Regions from separate parts of the Gossypium raimondii genome. Here region 1 is linked to region 2. Evidence: chromatin contacts called from public Hi-C data. All regions are on one chromosome and are shown on one strand. Each heading gives the region's core, a stretch centred on a gene start, on an enhancer-like site or on the middle of the called end of the contact. The rest is flanking DNA. Distances are from core to core; before and after follow the strand shown.

What was found. Hi-C and Micro-C count contacts between places; a contact is called where the count stands out from the background.
Region 1: a contact with region 2 is called in a Hi-C map of leaf, with 2.3 times the contacts expected there. The contact joins the promoter of LOC105788057 here to the enhancer-like site in region 2. A contact is called at or near these places in 2 of 2 Hi-C or Micro-C datasets (both in leaf).

What each region holds. Positions count from the first base shown.
Region 1 is chr2:12,597,031-12,603,297 of ASM2569854v1, forward strand. LOC105788057 reads left to right here and starts at 2,133. Exons shown (of 16, transcript XM_012614746.2): 1 at 2,133-2,252; 2 at 2,592-2,726; 3 at 2,811-2,894; 4 at 2,999-3,070; 5 at 3,159-3,230; 6 at 3,314-3,550; 7 at 3,893-4,003; 8 at 4,086-4,199; 9 at 4,358-4,474; 10 at 4,558-4,626; 11 at 4,800-4,906; 12 at 5,685-5,768; 13 at 5,896-5,983. The coding sequence starts at 2,616.
Region 2 is chr2:12,468,454-12,475,478 of ASM2569854v1, forward strand. It overlaps LOC105788054 (probable inactive nicotinamidase At3g16190), which reads left to right. Exons shown (of 5, transcript XM_012614739.2): 5 at 2,974-3,245. The coding sequence ends at 3,047. Among protein-coding and RNA genes, the nearest start is that of LOC105788054, 8.1 kb to the left of the region's middle. Within about 2 kb of position 5,093, the one cell type or tissue checked has open chromatin away from gene starts, as enhancers often do. A contact at or near this core is called in leaf, where this site is marked.

The DNA of each region.
Region 1 (6,267 bases), core at 883-3,382, 130 kb after region 2:
TTCGACAGCTTTTGGACACCTCTTTGTTCCACCTCCTATCTAACCCTCGTCTTTAATCCATTTTGAAAAGTAAGCAATGCTTCTTTCGCGGCCACATCTGAAACTTGGAGCATAAGTTCCTTGAACTTTCAAACATACTCTCCCACTGTGCCTCGTTGCGTTAGCCATCGCAACTTTGCCCGAGCTTTTTCCTCAACAAATCTTGGGTAAAATTGTCCCTTCAACTCACACTAGAACTCTTGTTATGTCCCAATCTCACTTTTAATTTTATCTGTAGACCTGCCTCGCCACCATAAAAGTGCAATACCAGTAAGAAACATTAAAGCACTGTTTACCTTAACTGCATTATCCACGATGCCTTTGGCACGGAAGTAGTTTTCCATCCTCCACAAGAAATTGTCCACATCGTATGTAGACCTTGTCCCCACAAACTCTTTTGGCTTTGGGACATCCTCATAACTAAGGGCTGTACTTGACACTTCTTCCCCCATGGCTGCTCGACACAAGGCCAGCTCTCCCTCGAGCTCCTCTATTCTTGTGTTCAAAGCCTTCGCCGTGGCCATTGTTTACTCCTTCAAAGCCATTACCATGGCCTCGAGAGCATTGTTCCTCTCATTCAGCTTCTTCCTTTAGGAATCTAGCAACTCTTGCACATTATCCTTATTGGAAGTGAGACACATGGTCACAAAGTCCCTGGATTGCTCCCACAAGTCATCTATGTGTTCACCAAGCGCATTGTGTGACTCCTTCACATCTTCCATGAACTCCTCAAGTTTATCCACGTGTTCCTCAACAATCGACAACATCTCCCTCAAAGGGACTGATCTTTTGGCTCACCTTTGTTCGAACTCTTCTTTCGACATCCCAATGGTGCCTTCACAACTAATAGCTCGAATACCACTTGTCACAGGGCTAGATCTTTTGTCTCGCGATCCGGTGCGGCCTTAGGCGATCCGTTCGTCCAAGCTCGCCTAAGTAAACCTTTACTCAAGTTAGGATTCCTTTAGAACTCCTCAAAGGTACCAATTTATATAACAAAAGCAAACAATGCCAAAACAAGCCACAAATAACAACAGAAAACCACAGAAAAGAACGCACACAAGGTGTTTGAGTAAATACTCTCAATATTTTTTTATTCACAAAGAATAATGAAACAATGAATGGAGTGAGTACAAATGAGGGGGAGGCTCTCTATTTATAGTTGAGCTCCCCCAAAAACCGATAGTCAAGATTACATTACATCGACGGACGAGATTAACCTATCCCTTGATTTTAAGGATTTACAAGATTACATCAAATCATATCAAATCTAATCTTTAAAAGATATGATTCCCTATCAATCTTTAAAGGTTAGTTCTCATACTTATCAAGATTGCCTAAGTTGTCATATCTTTATTATCGGGCCAACCAGGCTTCAATCTGATAGGCTTTTCCAATAGTTTACCGAATCGGGCCAATTCTTGCGGGCCAAATGATCCCCCATCTAAACAATAGACCTCCATTGGATGCATTTGGTGCGATGGTCACCGGTTTTAAACTTTGACTTGTGACACTAGTGAATATAAAACCACAAGTTTGAAGAAACTTATAAACTGATGAGAAAACCTTTTATTTTCCATCGTATTACTAAATTTACATTTAAAAAATAAAAAATTTGAAGTAAAATCAAGTCGTGACATTAAAAATAATTATAATTTAATAAAAATTGTGATAATTATGCATTTAAAAATAATTATATTTTAATTTACAAATATTAATTAAAAAGTTGATATAAACAATTTGTGCTAATTGTATTTAAAAAAGTTGTGCTAATTTTATTGGTGTAAAATGGATGTATTAGTTAAAAGAATTTTAAACATCTTAATTATCATTTAATTAATATTAGAGTTAATTATATTAATTAGTTATTTTTTCAATAATGTTACTTTACATTAATTACATAAAAGTAAAATTATATTATTGGTTGATTATGTTAAAAATGTTTTAAATATTTTAGATGGAATCAAACTTCAGTACCAAAATTAGACATTTTCAAAGAAAAAGTACCAAAATAAAATATTTGATAAATTAAGGGGCCAAAGATGGCATTATCCCTAAAACTATTTATTTTCTATTAATTAATTAAAAAAATTAAAAACCCTTAACTATCTCTCTTTGAACACCCGCCGCCAACAAGCTTCTCCTGTTCCTGCAGTCTCTGACCCAAGCCCTCTCCTGCCTTCAAGTTCCCACGGAGAAGGAAACTGAATAAGGTAAGTTTTGAAACCCTAAGAAGATTTCTTTCTTTTCTCTCTGCCTCTGCATCACTCTGCTTTATTTCATTTTCTGTTTTCAATCCTACTGCTATCTCTGCTTTCTTTGTTGAGAAGGACAATTCTTTTAAAAGCTATGGGTTGAGCGGTAATAGCGGACCTTCTATTTGTGTCCGTGATCCGCTGCTATTGATGTGAAATTTGTTCGCATCCCTACTGAGGTCTTTATCGGTGGTGGATGGCGCCGGTACCGCCTAATAGCAGCCGCGCCACTGCTACGCCGCCTCCTTATGTTTAGAAGTTTGAAAAAGCTAACTTTTTTTTTTTTTTGCACTGCAGCTTAATTTGAACCTAAAACAGAGCATGGGATTGGAATTGCCGAAATACCCGGAGATGGAGGAAGATCAAGTTTTCAATTTCACTGATTCAGAAATAGTTTCTCATGTCAAGCAAGCTCTCGCCTCCGTCCTATCCGTAAGCGCTCAAAGACACACGCACACACTCTCTCTATTGTGCTTTCTAATGCAACTGCTCTTATATGTTGTATTATTTTTTCAGGGTGATAACAACAGCTATAATCAGCTTGTTGGGGTCATGCACCATTCCAAACATCTTGCCCCTGATGAGGTCGCCTTACTCGAGGTGTCTTTCTGTTCATTTTCTTTTATTACTCCAATGCATACCATCCTATCTTATGTATCTAAGCTTAACTTCGTCTTCTTTTTTATGAATTACATGAATCATAGACTACTTTGAAGGCACTAGCTGGGGCAGTATCTTCTATAGATATTACTCATCATGACTCCCTCCTTTCTGCTGTAAGTTCCTCTCTTTCATTTTCTTTTTCACCTTGCCTATTTTCAGTGTGTTCCCCTTATTTACTTGTTCCCTCGGCAATTCTTCCAGATTTATTGTATGAGCATGTGGAACTACGGGCCTCATGTGGCAGATGCATTAGCTGAACTTATTGTGTCCCTTGTATGTGCTGCTTACTTCCCAGCTCGTTTTCATAGTTTCCTACTTCCACCTTTTCTTTAAAATTATTTTCCATCGTATTGCAGGCTATTTCAAATGGAAAATATCTTGATTTGTGTCTGGGTATGCTTGTGAGCAATTTCACTCCACCACCTTATTTCTTGGATAAACTAAAAATGCCACATGGTCTTGAGAGGAAGGGACAAGTTCTTTCTCGGGTGCATGCAGCTTTCAAAAAGATAGCTGATTATGTCCCTCTTGCCCCCTTGAGATTATTGACCATAGTTCTCCAAGGAATGCCAACAATTTATCATAAGGACCGAGTAAGTTGAATTTTTTCAGTAGGGAATTTAGATTTTTTTTCCTTCTAAATTTTCCTTTTATTATCATATTTAGATATCTTTAGATATTCTGATTGTAGCATGTTACTTAAAAACTCAATGCTGTTTTGCTTATGCAATCAATTTTAGTCCCTAGATGGATGAGAATGTAAGATACCATTGTTCCACTATTGGATATCTGTTCAGTTTGGTGGAGTTCTTAAATGCAATTTACTGATCAATTATGTCATACGTTCTGTTGCTTTGGTGCCTGTAGCTGCCATATTTTATTATTGAAATTTGTTAAGACAATTGAATTTGAAGCCTATCCCCTTGTCGTTGTAGGCAATAGTAATTTATGTGGAGAACATGTTAAAATTAGAGAGTGGTGAAATTGGAGAACTTGTTGGAAGCACAATACTTATGGCTGTGGTGGACCGGCTGATAGAACTAGATGTAAGTAATTTGAATTTTCCTTAGAATGAGAAAATTGTTTGGCTTTTGTATGTCATAATGAATGTATTGGAGTTCTGTTTAGGTGGAGATTGGATGGGATGCCATTTTACAAGATGACTTTAGTAAAGGCATATTTGAGATGGAGCTAGAAGATGTGGATGACATTGAGGAAAGTGCTGAGCCAGATGTTGGAGAGGTACAGTTAACATGTTTTTGGTTCTTAGTTTGCTTGTGTTGTCCCAAGGTTGTTGTTGATGAATTAATGGCCATCCTTTGCACTTCAATATTTTTCTAAAACTCTAGTAACCAGTTTATGATAATCATGATGTAAAAATGATGGAGCTCATTTTGCAGTTCCGATTAAGCCGTAAGAGTCTAGCTGGAAACAGCATCGCTGAACTGCTAGATAACCTACTGGTTTTAACCTTTGAACATCTTGAATCTTGTGAAAGGGAGGGCCGCTTAGCTAAGGTATTTTCTGAAGTTAATCTTTCCATCTCCCACTGCATCCTTTTACCTGGTTCGGTCTTAGGTTTGTTTAATTGCTGTGGTAGGTATTTGAAACACTTCTCCAGTCATTTCGGGTAACAGTTCTAAGTGCCTACAAGTCAAAATTTGCTCAGGTAATACTCATATTGTCATCACATATGTTGTTTAGTTTGTTGAAATTCCGTTTCTAATTCTTGATGAACATCATGGTACTATTTTTTTTTGGTTAAATTTTCTTAATACAAGCAATAAGACCAGCATGACTTGTATGGTAATTCATCTGATTTTTTTTACCTAATGTCTGCAGTTTGTTATGTTCTATGCTTGTGCATTAGATCCTGAAAACTGTGGTATGAGATTTGCCACAGTGCTGGCAGATCTATTTGTTCAAGACTCACAGCCCCAACCAACCAGGTCAGTTTTTTATTATTTGAAAGGGTTAATGAATATTGTCTCCGCGTTTTTGGGGCATATATTTCTTGCCTTTTAAGTTTTAAATATACATAGAATTTCAATCATGTATTTACTACAATACTTTTTTCTACTTCCCTTTTCCCTCTCTTTGTGTGTATCCATGCCTCTTGCCTGATCTGTATGGGGTTGAGCAATTGGGACCTCGATCTGGTGCACTTTAACACGTGAAGTATTGACATTCAGATGCTCGTTATGTGCATGATTTTGTAGTCCTTTCTAACTTGGTCCGACACGTTGCCACTTGCCATGTCTAACAACGTAAAAGGGTACATTTTATTATTCTGCCTATGGCAGCTTCTAAGTTAATCAGTTTTCTATTGTTTGTGCACTTCCAGCCAGGGACCTCATGGGTCCATAGAGCAAGGAATCTTGATGTTCTTTTTTTTATTTTTTGGGGGGGGGGGGTGTGTGCTTAGAAAGCCTATACATGTTACTGAGAAAGGTAGGCCTATTTTACATGTCTTGGTCAACTGGAAGTCAATGAGACTTTGTTATCTTGTTGCTTTATACTACTGAGGAAACAAAGCCTATTTTACATGTCTCTCAATCAGCTAGAAGTTGATGAGGCATTGTCATCTTTTTGCCTCACATTTAGAAGCCTATTTCCATATACTTTCTCTTATCCTTGATTAGCAGTCTACTGTTTGATTTGAAGCTTAAGAAAATAAATTCCCTCATTAGATTATCTCTTATGCTAATTAGTTTCTGTTTTATGCAGGATGAGTGCTGTATCTTATCTTGCTAGCTACTTATCTCGAGCGAAGTTTCTGGCTGCCTCTTCTATTTCTAGCATGTTAAAAAGGTTCATCATAAAATTTTCAGATCCATCTTTCTTTAACTGACTTCAACCATTGTTCTGACTATTTGGTGTGAATGAAAATGTAATTGTTCAATGCTAATGTTGTATGTTTTACACTTTTGAAATTTAGGTTGGTGGATTGGTGCCTGGAATACTGCGAAGCCCATGATGGTGATATAAATCCAAATGCACATCGAGTTTTCTATTCTGGATGCCAGGTTGATGTTGCAACTCTTAAGGCTTATACTTAATTGGAAACAAAGATGCTAAAAAAATGTCTGTTACAAAAAAAAAGGGAAAAAAGTGGTTGTTAAGATATTGTTTACACTTGGATTGCATTACTTCATTGTTAGGAAACTGAATGTTACATTCATGGGTCGTGGATTGTGTCACCAGGCTATTCTTGGGAAACCTGTTTCAATAGATAAAGCTTTAGCCTTGTTTCGATTTGTACTTCCTGAAGAACCTATGATTAATAGTATAATAGTAGAACTCGTCAAAG
Region 2 (7,025 bases), core at 3,843-6,342:
AAGAAAACTTATAATACCAGTTCTGTGTAAAGACTCTTTCCATCGCTCGAACAAAGGTTAAAGACAGAGTATAGATTCGATTTCGGACTAGGGGAACTATGCTACATACTCGAAGGGATAGCTTAAGAATTAGCTATAAATCCCTACTTCTATTAAAAGTTCATTAGAAAAAGGCTCTTTAACTAGGAGTGTTAGGCGCACAAGCAAGCTCGAACGATAAAGGATGTCAGTATCGTCCTAAGCAGTTTCAATTAGGAGAAGGCGCTTACCTCCTTCCGAAACTAGTAATTTTTTCCTTTCTATGCTGCTCCTTGTTCTAGCTCGTCTTTATTCTTTTCTAACGGCTTCAAATGAAGTAGGTGAGGAGAAAAGAATTTGAAGGTTGTAGACTAGGAATTGTTGCTCAATTTGTCAGAGAACCGCCCTGTCAAGGCGGAAGTTGCGGGTTCAAGTCTAGTCAGTCCTGACCTATGATCCGAGAAAGATATATCAATTCATTTCTCCCGGGAGAGAAAGAGTTGGATCTAACTTCCCAGCCTTCTTTCGTTACGCATTTCTCATCGGACAAAGAAAGTCAAGGAATGGTTAAGTCAAACATTCCTGTCTTAAGCGAATCCCTCCTGCCTGGTAGGTGCAATCAGTATACAATTACCATCCTTTCTACTACGACCAGTAAGGGTGATGCACTAAGGAATTGAATCAAGAAAGGAGGAATGCCTTTTTATTCGGACTTCTCACTCGAGCTAATTAATCTTTCGATTGGTCATCGATTCCTATCTCAAACTATACTCGACTTCCGGTCAGGGCGGTGAGTGTGAGGAGAGGGTTGAGTGAGGTTGCAGAACCAACTGAGACCAATAACTAATGCAAGGCTAATCAGAATGGTGTGGTGGCCCGTTACCTCCACCCAATATAAGCAAAGGGTACTGAAGTCAAAAGAAGAAAATACAATAGCTGTTCCCAAAAGAAGCTGTGTTTTTCCAAGCGGGCGAATGAACCATGTAGTTCGCTCGTGAAATGCTTATTTTCGATTCCCTCGACCATTGGAAAGGTCTAAAATTCCTCCATATCTATCACCCCCATCTCTAGTCCTATTTATGGAAGCTAGCCATATCTATCGCCCCCATCTCTAGTCCCATTTATGGAAGCTAGCCAATCTTAATGAAAGCGTTAGTAGCTTAATTTTACATCTTTCTTTTTAGCTAGGATACACTCCTTTATACAAGACTTTTCTAGTTCTTGTTAGTGATCCGGGAACAACACTTAACGTGGGAGAAGGAAAAGCTTTTCACTCTCTTTCTAGCTTGCTAGAAGAGATAGATACGGTACAGAGAGGAGAGTTCAGGTCAAATCCTGTCGATAAAAAATTCCAGCTTATAGGATCGTGGGGAAGGGGGGAATTGGAGAGAAAGGTGGAGCTTCACCAGGCCTTTAGTGCTTTTTTTTAAGTCTTGTCTAAGCCCCTTCTCATTCTTTTTTCATTTTTTTTTCTCGACAAATCAAGAAATTTTCTTTATAAGATAGAGCTCCTTCAAGACTTCCTTTTTCATTCCCGCTGAGACCTCTCATTGGCACATCAAATATAGGTGTCAGATCGGGTGCGAACTCAAGAATGCAGCTAGCCACCCACTTCCCTTCTTCGGTGAATGTCGGGGTCGGGTTTTCTGGCGGGTGTGCCATAGTAGAGGCCTTCTTTCCTGAGGAGATACGAGAATCCTCTGTAACTTTAAGGGCTTGGGGGGAGCCCTTAAATAAAGTTCCTCATTGAAAGGTGGAGGAGTTAGTCTCCACCTCCACTCCCCGGATGCGGTCTTATTAATGGATACTAAGAATAGAACAGACAGGTTGGAGAAATTGAAGAGGGAGTTGCATTTTTATTATATATGTCATGTTCCTCCTCGGGGATTAGCAGGTGGTCTTTGTTTGCTATGGAAGAAGAGCGTTGATTTTCAAGTTCGGACTGTTTACAGTTTCATTATGGAAGTTGAGGTCAAGGATGATGATAAAAACAAGCGTTGGATGCTTGACTGTATCCATGCAGATTTTGATGACCAGCGACGTCGTGAGCAGTGGAGTCTCTCGCAGCGAGTGGCAGGTCGTCGAGCAGATGGGTGGGTAGTTCTTGGGGACCTGAAGGATCTTCTTTTACCAGATGATAAGGAGGGGGGATGTCACCGGTCAGCTGCTTCTTTTTCAGACTTCAGAAATTTTTTAGATAAATGTGGACTGCTGGATGTAGGTTTTGTTGTTCATCCTTTCACTTGGTTTCAGAAACGACAGGGTTCTTTCAATGTGAAGGAGAGGTTAGATCGAGTCTTAGTTAATGTTAGTTGGAGTCATTGCTATGAGCGAGCTTTAACCTTCCTGCTATAGGCAGTGACCATAGCCCCATCTTGTTGAACACTGAAGTTTTGGATAGTATGAAAGGTCCATTTTTCCCTTATGATTCACGATGGAATAAAGATGAAGAGTGTGCTGAGGTTGTCAAACAAGCTTGGCAGCTTAATGTGCGTGGTTCAGACTTGTTTAAAGTGCAGCAAAAAATGACAAATTGCCGGGTTGAGCTGCTGAAATGGAGAAGCTAGCTAGACAGCCCGTGTATGACCATGTAAAGGCGAAATCATTGAAGCAGGACCTTAAGAGAGAAGAGGAATTCTGGAGATGTCAATCTCGGGTTCAGTGGCTTCAAGCTGGTGATAAAAAGACAAGTTCTTTCCATGCTTTGTGTGTTCAGAGTCGAAGGCATAATCAAATTCGGGGATTGGTTTTTATGACAGTGGTATGTGGAAGGAGGTTTGCTGTTAACAGACATTTCTGTTTCTTATTTGTCTACCATGATTGACATATGAAAAGAATTTTCTTACCTTGATTATTTGTACTTGCAACTTTGAGAGAACCAAATAGACATTATTTCTTTTTGCAAAAATGGCATCATAGTTTACTGATACAAAGGCTTAACTTTATGTGAACCAGCCAATATCTATGACATGAGAAATATTGGAGTTGCAACACCAACACTTGAGGAGTGGTATGAAACCAAGCTTTGATGAGTCAAATGATTGAACTGGTATGTATTCTTCGGGAGGCATTACTTTTTCCATTAGATCGTTTGTACTCTGCAGGTTCGTAGTATCTGAATTACCTTGTGTGGAATACTATCTTATTTCCATTTTGTAAGAATAAAGATGATTGACAGTGAGTTGATTTCAGCTATAATAAGCCTTACTAGTTTACTTGACTGCTTCCATTCATGTACTTGCTCACGAGTGAACCTTTCCCCAATTCATTTTCTACGTTGGACTTGAGTTGAGTGTCATTTTCTAATACAAATGTGCTCGATACACGCATTTCAAAATTTTAAAATTTTCCCATGGATTTGTGTATCAAACATAGGGGTCGCCACTCTTTTAGCCTATTCTAATGTTTAAAATAAAATTTTGGTTGTGATCCTCATTGATATTCCCAACTAGCGAGGAAACTGACTCTCACAAAAAGTACACACTCGTACATATAATATGTATGTACTAGTAATACTAAGGAATTGGTTCTCACAAAAAAGTGCATGAGTATATATTTTAAGGCAATTAGACTATTGAGGACCTCAAAAGGAGTTAGAGCGTTATAGTTCTTGGGTCTGCTCACCTAAAACCATAGCAGGTAAGGGTCCATGGAAGCCCATTACCATGCATGCGTGTGTAGGTCTTAACTAAGCTCATCATTGAATATTTCCCCTTCACTTTCTAATAGCTTGCCACTTGGATTATACTATATGCAGCATAGTACATGTCTCCTCTGTTTTTTTTTTTTTAAAAAAAAAAGAACAGACCAGTTGGATTAATTATCCGACTCAGGTTTTTACAAATTTAGATCAGTTAGATCTGTACTAGTTGTTTGATAATATAAATGTTTTATTTAATAAGAAATAATTGTTGTTATTTTTGAAAATAGTTAATTCAGGTGGAGGTAGGGGTGCATGTAGGAAGATACTTTATTATTAGTAGTAGTAGTTGATATTGTACGAAGATACTTGAACCATCTTAAAGTTTAGTATTATGTGAAAATTTCTGTGGATACATCACTTCCAAATCAGTGGATTCCATGTTGTTTGCTTGGATAGCTGGATTATATGTAGGATGCAAGTCGACCTGAAATAGTGATGGAATGATGAATTTTCTGATGATTTGAGGTTTCTTTGAAACTCCAAATCAGCCGCATTTTTTGTTTAACACACAAACTCATACAGTTGTCGATCTTGTCCCGCTTTTCAAAGCATAACAATGCAAGGCATGATTTAAGGGTTTTCTTTGGACTAACCCTGAAATCCAACCAAAAATCAGGGGTCCTAGTTTGATGCTCATTTTCTCCCAAGGAAATCTTGAAGCAAATAAAAAGCTTGGTTTTTTCTCTTTTGGATTCTACCCTTTCTTTTTGCTTATTGAGATTCAAAATAGATGATTGATCCAATAATTCTGAGGCTAAGCTACAATCTGAAGTTCATCATCAAGTTACTGCCTGTAAAGGAAATTCAAATCCTTTTCGGCTTATTCAAACAATTATCGGCTCAAAGCCCGACAATAACATGTTAACCCTCCCCCCACCCCTTCCCCCAAAGTTTTAATGGTTCGGTCCATCGTGAAGGACCTTTGGGATCGAGATGAACACAAACAAGAATGGGTGGGTAGAATTAATAGTTGAAGCAGCGGATGGGCTCCATGCCTGCAGACCACAAAGCAAGCCTATTGACCCCAAACCTCAACCAGAAACCAGCAGTTGCGCAAACCTGGTCGGCCCAACTGAGATCTTATGGAGGTAAAGGTAAATACATGTTGGTCCCAATTTATGGCAACCATTGAACAGTCGAATGAAACAATTGAAATGAACATGATTTAACAACGATTAATTCATCATTTTTAAAAGGTTAAGGATCATGATTTGAAACCTTTTGTTTTATCTCGTTGATATATGCATATCTTTTTCGTTTTATATGTACTAGACATTAAAAATCAATTTTCCTTTGCTTCTTTGCACTGTCATTATCTTACAGTCATCTTCAAACTGCCTTCCACAACAAATGGGTGGTCAAGATTTCAGACAAATTAAGAAAAAAACAAAAAATTGGACGATGGGGGAAGCTTATATTGACGGTATTGACATGGCAGATATCTCAATGTTTTTTGTTATTTTGCTCTCCAGTAATCTCAAATGTTTAATGAAGGTTCAAAACAGCAACGCCATGAAATAAACCAATGAAAAAGTATTAAAGTTGAAATTACTCTTACCATTTAATGACAGCAAAAGTAAAAGTATTATGAAAGTCTCTATGAGAGTTAAATTGGTAACCCCTCTACTAAAAAAATAAGGAAATTAGTCTCTATACATTAGATTAGAGAGTAAATTGGTAATTTCTTTTAAAAATTTCATCTTTTTATATTGTTAAAAATTGAGATGATTGATAGAATAATTGGACAGTGACACATGGCATGCCATGTGTACTTCCTACTAACGTACATGAACCGGTTTTTAATAATAAAAATGGATGAAATTTGTAATAAAATGACTAGTTTGATATTTGATCTAATGATCTAATGTACAGAGATTAATTTGCTCATTTTTAAGTATAGGGGCAAAAATACAATTTGACTTTTGCTTGCCCATTAGCTTACGGCTAATAGGTCGTTGTTATTCAGTGTCGTACATTGTATTTAGCCAAGGCAGCTTCAAACTGCTTACTATAGAAATGAGATCCTTCATCACTGACCAATGCACGCGGTGTACCAAACCTAGCGAATATGTTTTTTCTTAGAAATCTCACCACTAATTTTGTACCATTGGTAGGTAAAGCAACTTCGACCCATTTTGAAATGTAGTCGATAGCTAGAAGGATGTACTGATTCCTGAAAGAACTTGGAAAATGTCCCATGAAATCAATCTCCCAAACATCAAATACTTCCACCTCAATTATCTCTGTTTGTAGCATCTCTGTTATGAATAAGAGTTAGTTGTAAAAGTTAGTCAAGATAGTTAAGTTCAGTTGTTGTATAGTTAGTCAGTTAGCATCAGTTAGCAGTTAGTTACCGACTTACTGTATTAAATACTTAGTTAGACCCTCTTTTGTTTTCTATGAATTCAGTCTATCTTAACATGGTATCAAGAGCCAGGGCTTTCCTGGTATAGATTTTTTTTCTTCTCTCTTGTGCTCATGGCTACAGAAGGTGTTCCAACAGTTGACACACCTCGGCATTCTAGCAACTCTGGTGAAGTAGTCCATCAACCAGATTCTGAGATTCTTAATTCATCTGGTGTTCATTACTTTGCCAAGCATGATACTATTAAACTCAGTGAACATAATTTTCTTTTGTGGAAGCATCAGTTGTTGTTGATTCTCGAAGGGTATGGTCTTGAAGGGTTTCTCTTAGGCACCACTCTTCCTCCTCCTGCTTTCAGACCTGGTACTGGTGGTCAGCTTGTAGTGAATCCGACATTTCTTGTACATAATAAGCAGGATAAGTTCTTGGCCTTGTGGCTTTTATCCACAGTCTCTGATGAAGTATTAGTGCATCTAATAGCGGCTAGGACCAGTTTTGATATTTGGACAACCATTGATAGACGGTTTGGTGCCAAGTCCAATATCAAGCTCTCAAGTATGCGTCATGCACTATACTCAATCAAGAAAACATGTCTTCCCATTAAAGATTATCTTTCCAAGGTCAAGAGTCTAAGTGACAGTTTGACTGCAGCAGGTAACCTAGTTACTGAACAAGAACAGATCATCGTTATCTTGTTTGGCCTTCCCATCGAGTTTGAGTCCATTCGAGTACTTGCTTCTGCCACTCCAATAAGTCTTGAGTTGGTTACTGAGATGCTTCTTGATTGCGAAGCATGACAATTGGCTTTATTGACTGATGTGCCTCTGCAAGCCAACTTGGTGTCTCGTTCACAGTAAGGTAATCTCGACAACTTGAAATCCAGTTCAGATTCTACTCGTGGTTCTAATCGCGGACACAGGGGTCAAGCTCATGGGTGGT